Regions from separate parts of the Mus musculus genome. Here region 2 is linked to region 1. Evidence: chromatin contacts called from public capture Hi-C data. All regions are on one chromosome and are shown on one strand. The core of a region is the stretch at or near the end of the contact, and the rest is flanking DNA. Distances in the headings are between cores, read along the strand shown. Region 1 has its middle 27 kb from the start of Ccdc130. Region 2 overlaps Cacna1a (calcium channel, voltage-dependent, P/Q type, alpha 1A subunit).

What was found. Capture Hi-C pulls out chosen DNA fragments and counts their contacts.
Region 2: a capture Hi-C map of embryonic stem cells shows a contact between it and region 1, with 2.6 times the contacts expected there. The contact joins two enhancer-like sites. A contact is called at or near these places in 2 of 484 Hi-C or Micro-C datasets (embryonic stem cells and trophoblast stem cells) and 1 of 9 other capture datasets (embryonic stem cells).

Annotation. Positions count from the first base shown.
Region 1 is chr8:84,295,186-84,298,789 of GRCm38.p6, reverse strand. No RefSeq gene overlaps it. Among named protein-coding and RNA genes, the nearest start is that of Ccdc130, 27 kb to the right of the region's middle. Within about 2 kb of position 1,274, at least 5 of the 459 cell types and tissues checked have an H3K27ac peak or open chromatin away from gene starts, as enhancers often do. A contact at or near this core is called in embryonic stem cells, where this site is marked.
Region 2 is chr8:84,457,357-84,461,094 of GRCm38.p6, reverse strand. The region is part of intron 1 of Cacna1a (calcium channel, voltage-dependent, P/Q type, alpha 1A subunit); the gene reads right to left. Among named protein-coding and RNA genes, the nearest start is that of Cacna1a, 44 kb to the right of the region's middle. Within about 2 kb of position 1,689, at least 74 of the 459 cell types and tissues checked have an H3K27ac peak or open chromatin away from gene starts, as enhancers often do. A contact at or near this core is called in embryonic stem cells, where this site is marked.

The sequences.
Region 1 (3,604 bases), core at 25-2,524:
GTCCTGTTTTGTTTTGTTTTTGTCAACTTGTTACAAGCTAAACTGATCTGAGATGAGGGCACCACAACAAGAAAAAAATAATCTTCATAAGATTGGCCTATAGGCCATCCTGTGGGGGCATTTTCTTAATTAATGATTGATACGGGTGGCTGCAGTATATAAAAAGCAGGCTCAGCAAGCCATAGTGAGGAAGTCAGTAAGCTGCATTCCTTCACGGCTCTGCTTCGGTTTCTACCTCCGTGTTCCTGACTGAGTTCCTGCCTTGACTGCCCTAAGATGATTGACTGTGAGGCAGGTTACTTTTGGTCATAGTGTTTTATCACAGCAATAGAAGCTCTAACTTAAAACAAGACCCCCTGCGGCTTACAAGTGGCTTTGAGCCACCCAGAGAACATGCTGGGAACTAACTCAGGTCCTCTGTGAGAGCAGCAAGAGCTCTTAACTACAAACCTATCTCAAACCACACCCCGTATTGTTGCTTTTGAGACAAGGTCTGCTACGAAGCCCAGACTGGCCTTAAACTTGTGATGGTCCTGCCTCAGCTTCCCATGAGCTAGAATTGCAGACCTATGTCACCACTCTTGGCCTTTTTTCTCCATGTTGGGGATGGAGGGTAGGGCCTTGTCCACACAAGCTAGCAATCATCCTGCCACTGAGCCACATCCTAGGTCTGACAGAAGAGATTTGGCTTTTTTTATTTAGGGGGGGGTGTGTTTGAGTCAGGATTTTGTTATACAGCCCCGGCTGGGCTTTTGAACACATGGCAATCCTCCTGCCTCAACTTCTCAAATGCTGCAGTCACAGCATGTACCACTACACGTTACTCTGGCCTGGAAGATATTTAAAGCTATTGTGGTTTGAGTGTGCAATGCCCCGACACTGCACATCGGGTCTGTGTGTTTGTTTCCCAGCTGGCTGCTCTGTTTGGAAGACTACAAAACCTCAGAAGCTGAACAGAAAGTTCCAAGGGAGAGAAGTGGCCAGGAAACAAAAAGAGCAAAGGCTGGTGGGTAGCAGGCTGTGATGCATTCTGGGGCTGCAGATCTTAGTTCCCAAGCTCATGGGCTTACACTGTATTGTGTGGTGATTTTTATCCAGCTTCTGACCCCTTCAGCAGGCTTTCCTATATATTTCCGCCCTTTTCTTGACCAATTCTGGATGCAGAGTCTCTCATTCACATTTAAATTTACCAACCAAGTTTATCCCAACTGGATGACTAATTTACATAAGGACCGGACCAAATTGGTCTCTTCCAAGGTACAAAAGATGCCACCCACCCGTTGCTGCTTTGCAGCTCCTTCCAGCCCCTCCCCCTGCAGCAAGCTTACCATACCTCTCAGTAAATCCAGCCACTGGCTGGGGTCAATGGTGGACCCTAGTTCATAAGCCAAGGTGATAAAGACTCCAAGGCTCTGTGTTGACACAAAGTATCACACAAGATCACATAGTGGCAGTGCAGCTATCCTCCGCTATGAAGACACAATCTGTGATGTTCAAACAAGGGCAGAACAGCCACAGGACACATTTGTGAGACTCTGTAGGCAGAGGGAGCCTGACCACCTCATCTCTGAGTGACTCAGATCAGGTGCTAGGCTTCCCAGCAGCCTGGAAAATGTTCCTGTTCTGTGGTGAGTGCTCTAACCCAGAAGTGAGGGAGTAACATGCTTCCCTGAATTCCCTGTGGCTCACACACCTCCACACCGCAGACCATCACTCAGAAAGACCTCCATTCTACTGGATGCCCCACACACACATGCACACGCACACACAAGCACACACACACACACACACACACTTTCAATTTAAAAAAACTAAAGCGGGGCTCACTAGATAACCTTGGCAGAATCAACTTTGTGACTTTGTGATCCTCCTGCCTCTGTCTCATGAGTGTAGATGTGAATCGCCACGATTGGCCCCCATGATTCCCATTCTATGAGTTCCAAAAAGACAGCGAGCAGTACACTCATTCTATGAGTTCCAAAAGACAGCGAGCAGTACACTATGTCGCAGGGCTGAGGAGGGCTGAGGAGGGCTGAGGTGCTCAGTGAGCTCCTGACTCAGAATGAAGACATTTGGGGGCGAGGGTGGGCTGGGGGTGGCCATGGCATGACTGGTTACGCACACAGAGTCCCAGTACCTGGGACTGAAGCAGGAAGATGGTGAGTTTCAGGATAGCCTGGGCAACATAGTAAGATTCTAATTGTACATTCCAAATCAACAAGGGGAGAGTATACCTGACATATCACTTTCCACCAGGGAGTGTCCTACAAGGAGCACTAGTGTTTGAGCTTGTGACAGAAGTGATAACCGGGACATGCAAAGGGTTCCTCTCTTTCTCCTGGCTGGCCCTTTTAGGGAACCTCCAGAGATGAACATATGGCTTGGTTTCCACTCCAGCCATGCTGTGATATGACAACCTTGCAGCGTTCTGTAAAGCAAGGTCTCAGAAGACCTGCTCAATGAAAGGGAAAGCATTTGGATCCCCTCTATGAATGAAAACACAAATCCTGAGGAGGGAAGCAGGCTGGGCTTTCCCACTCTCCATTCTCAAAACCTCAATGTGAGAGCAGCAGCCACCACCTCAGAGCCAGCAGGAAAAGCCTCCCACTAAGAATGAGAAAAGAAAGGAAATGCCGACTTTTCTGATGACACTTTAAACAGTTGTGCCGACACTTGGCTGATCATCTTGTAATTCCTACTATGGAAATAAATAAATATACGGATTTAAAACATAAAAGGGAAAGAAAGGGGGGGGAAAGGAGGCATGAAGTCATTTTCCTCTGGACCAGTGGGGTGGCTCATCAGGACAGGCACTTGTCTTCAGGCCCTGGAACCATGGGCTGGAAGGAGAAAAACAACTCCTGTAAATTGTCCTGTGACCCCACAGAACACCTGTGTGTTCTCTCACACACACCACACACAGAGACATATATACACCATACATATACAGACACATACATACATACATACCACATAAACCAATACACACTATACATACAGACACATACACACCACACAGACACAGCACACATACACCACACACATACACAGCACACACACATATACACTACACATACACCACACACATACACAGCACACATACACAGCACACACACATATACACTACACATACATCATATACACATACCATGTACATACTTACAATACACATACATACACATACATCCAAGACACACATATATGCAACATACGTACATATAAGACACACACATATATACAACACACACATACACAACACACACATACACAACACACACATGCATACAGCACACATACATACACACTAAACACACATACACACCATTGAAGTGGAAACTTAAGGGTTCTTTGGAAAGTGGGTTGGATGGTGTTTTGCTGGGACAAACATGTGAAGGAATATTTAGCTGAAATGAACAGGTGAGAGGCTAAGGCAGACTCATGAAGGAATGTTTCACTGAAGCAGACACAGGAGAAATGATGTTCTGTTAAAGCAAGCATGGGAAAGGACATGTGTTAAAGGATTCCTTGCTAATGATGCATGTATTGGTCCATCTTACATTTCATAGCTGAGCTGCATTTGTCAGGACTTCATAGAGAGAAACAC
Region 2 (3,738 bases), core at 440-2,939, 160 kb before region 1:
TCATCAGTGACAACACCCCTGGAGAAAGATGTTGCCACACTTGCCACACTTTGTCCTCATAGAAGGACAAAGCCTTGTGACCCCTCTTTCTTCCATGGCATGGTGTTTACAGGCCCAATCTTGTGCACACAGCACAGTGGCCACAGCATGCCAAGCCCCAGCCTTCACTCATTCCTTGCATTCTTTCCACCCCTGCAGAGCCATGACTACAAATGCAGGAGCTCTGCATTGGCTGAGAGACACCCCAGCATTCCCCGCATTCCCCACTACTGCAGACAGAGCCAAGGGCAGAAGACAGCAAAGTTTCTGGACTCACAGAGAAGCCAGTAAGCGAAATGAGCTCAGCACCCAGAGCACACTAGATGGTGAACTAGATGCAGTAGATGGTGAACTCAGCACCCAGAGCACACTAGATGGTGTGGAGGGCATGCTTATGCTAGCATCCACGAATCCAACCGGCCAGAGATGAAAAGTATAAAAGGCTGAGCCTCATAACTAGAATAAATCTTTTTAACCTAGTGGTGGCTTTAGAGCAGGCATCTCAGGAGGTGATCTGACAGTATCTGTCTCCTCAGTCTCTCTCCTTCACCCCAGGAACTGTCTGCTGGGCCGCATGGGGCCTCAGCACTTGGGAGGACACATGCTGCTCCTACATGAGGGCTTGACACACAGACTAGTTCACAGCAAAATCACACCCTGTTCTCTGGCTCAGTCTCTCAGAGGCAACCCTAGTCCGTCGCGTTGTGAATGGAGCTAGAAACCTTGGAGCTGGAAGGCAAGAGGGAACAGGTGATGTTAGCCATGCAGTCACAGCACTCTGAGTACAGGGACAGTGGGTTCCCAGCCTGACACAGTGCCTGAGTTGGTGCTGTCCTGGGCACTGTGGGATATGGAGTAGCATGTGTGGTTCTAAAACCAAAGGCAACACTGCGTGTCCCCAGAGGCAGTGTGCCCTCCCATTCCACATGGGGAGAACTGCCTTCCTGTGTAGGAACTAGATACACAGTTGCAAGACACTGTGACTGTATGGAATGCCTTTGAAAAGTTTCCCTTTGAAAAGTTAACTGGCTCAGTGCCCTTTGATCTTGATCGTACTTTTGTTGTTGTTTTGTCTTGATTTTTTGTTTTGTTTTGTTTTGTTTGAGGCGGGGGCTTAACATGTAGCCTCAAACTCAGGAGCCTCCTGCCTCAGCCTCCCAAATGATGGGATCACAGGCCACTGTATTCTGGAAGTGCTATCAGTCTACCCCTTAGAGGGTTGGAAGGAGCTAAGCCTGGACCCATTTTCCAGGTGGGAAGGCAGAGAGAGTGAACGTAGGAGGAAGTGACTTGGGAAAGCCAGGCCCTTCCTGTGTTTTGCTTCAGCTTCACTGCACAGCTGCAAACAGCAATTTAGGAAGATAACAAAACCTTCTCAGAGCCCATCAGTGACTGGCTTCTTGCCTCTCAGTGCCCGTGACTAGCCCCAGAACAAAGCGCTGCAGACTCCCCTCTGTCTCACCCTGCAGCTTGGAAAACAAGAGCTGATATTTGCACACAGAGAAAGGGAGGCCAAGCCCTTGCTGGCGATTTGAATGAGACTCACATCCTCACACAGCCAGCCCGCCCAGCCTGAGTGGCTGCTTCTTCTCAGAGCCACCATCTCCTGCTGGCATTCCTTGGCTTCCTGTCCCCAGATGGCTGCCATGGAAGTGCCTTAGCAGCAGCTGGCACCACGTTTAGGTACTGCTGTGTCAGCAAGGTTCCTATTGCCTAGGCTTCAGAACCCAGAATTCCCCAGGTCTGAAAGGAAGCCCTGGCATGCAGGCAGAGGGTCAGTGAGACCCCAGTCCTTCCTAGCAGGCAGGCAGAGAGTCAGCAAGACCCCAGTCCTTCCTAGCAGGCAGGCAGAGGGTCAGCGAGACTCCCACTCCTTCTTTGAAACTTCACTGCATTTATCTGTCAGTTTTCAAAGCGCTGGGGATGGAACCCCGTGCCTCATGCATGCTAAGCAAGAGCTCTACCTCTGAGTCACATCCTCAGCCCTCTTTCTAGTTTTTATTTCAAGACAGGATCTCACGCAGTCACCCAGGCTGGCCTCTGAGTCACACTGCAGCTCAGGGAAGCCTTACAACTACAATTCTCCTGCCTCAGCCTCCTGAGTTCTCAGAATGACAGACCCACACCCCCAGCTCAGATCCTGACACTCGATTTCATTTTCTTTTTGTCAAACCCAGATGCATGCGCTTCCGATTGTCACTTCGCAGGCCCTAAGCATGAGAGTCAGTGCTAGCATGCCCCACGCTCTGGTCACACAAAGCATCATGGCCCTTTAAGGATGCAGTCTGAGCCCTGCATCCACCTGCTGAGTCAGAAGGAGTCGTCTCTGGAGCTTCTGGGGCTATGTGCAGACACAGTTCAGAAAGCCTCTGCTCCACTTCAGGGTGGGTGGAACCAGGGGCTCGGAGCTCTGAGTCTTCTCAGGAGGAGGGCTCCTCATTTTCTTCCCAGTTTGTACCTCCACATTCAAGAGTCCCGATGATTTCAAGAGTCCTAGATTCCCCCACTCAGGTCAGGGAGCTGAGAAGAAACCCCACACCTTAATGAAGCAGGAGTACTGTTGGGATGGGGGGCAGGCAAGCAGAAGACTGCAGGTTATAATGTGTGCGAGAACTTAATAGGCCTCATCTCATTTAGAAGAAAAGCTGGGGACCTCTCCATGGTGGTCCGGGAGCCACCACTGTGCTCTCTCTCTCTCTCTCTCTCTCTCTCTCTCTCTCTCTCTCTCTCTCTCTTGCTTTGCTTCCCATGATGTCCCCAGAGCTTTCAAGCATCCCAGGCGTGTCTGAGCTAAGGACCTCTGCATGTGCTGTTCATACTCCCGAGATGCTTTTTGCAGATACCAACAGGACTCCCTCCCTTGGTTCCTCTCAAGGGTTACTTCCTTCAATTCTGTCTCTGCTTAATTTCCCCACACACTGTATTTAAGACAGTGCTATGGTTTCTGTCATCCTCTTGTCCATTGTCTCCCCTGTGACACAGGCATGACACAGGCAGGGGTTTGCTCTGGTCTCCTTTGTTCATGGGTTTGTCCGGCTCCCCTATGAAAGCCTTGGCTAGACACCGAGTATTTCATCAGAGGGAGGGAGGAGGAGACCTAGGAGTTGTTGGGAATTGAACCTGGAGCAAGAGCAGCAAGTGCTGCCAATCACTGACCTACCTCTCCAGCTCCATAGAAGGCTTAAGAAAATGTGTGTTTGCCTCTGTGAGTGTTCATGTGAGTGGAGGCCAGACAACTTCTTTTGGCACCCGCTCCTCCCCTTCCCCTTCCCCTTCCCTTTAAACCGATCCACTGGGGACATGCTAAGTGTACAGTCTGGGACCAGAGGAGATGACGCTGGTTAAAGCACTTGCTCTACAAGCATGGGGACCTGAGTTCGATGACTGGAACCCATGTGAGAAGCCAGACCTATAATCTCAGTGCTGAGAAGACAGGGATAGGTGGATTCCTGGGGCTCCTCCATAGCTAGTCTGATTGAATTGGTGATCCCCAAGTTAGAAAGAGACCCTGTCTAAAAGGAGGTGGACAGTGTTTCTAACAATGACCCCAAGGGTGTTGTCTGGCCTCCACTCGCATGAACACTCACAGAGGCAAACACACATTTTCTTAAGCCTTCTATGGAGCTGGAGAGGTAGGTCAGTGATTGGCAGCACTTGCTGCTCTTGCTCCAGGTTCAATTCCCAACACCCACATGGTAG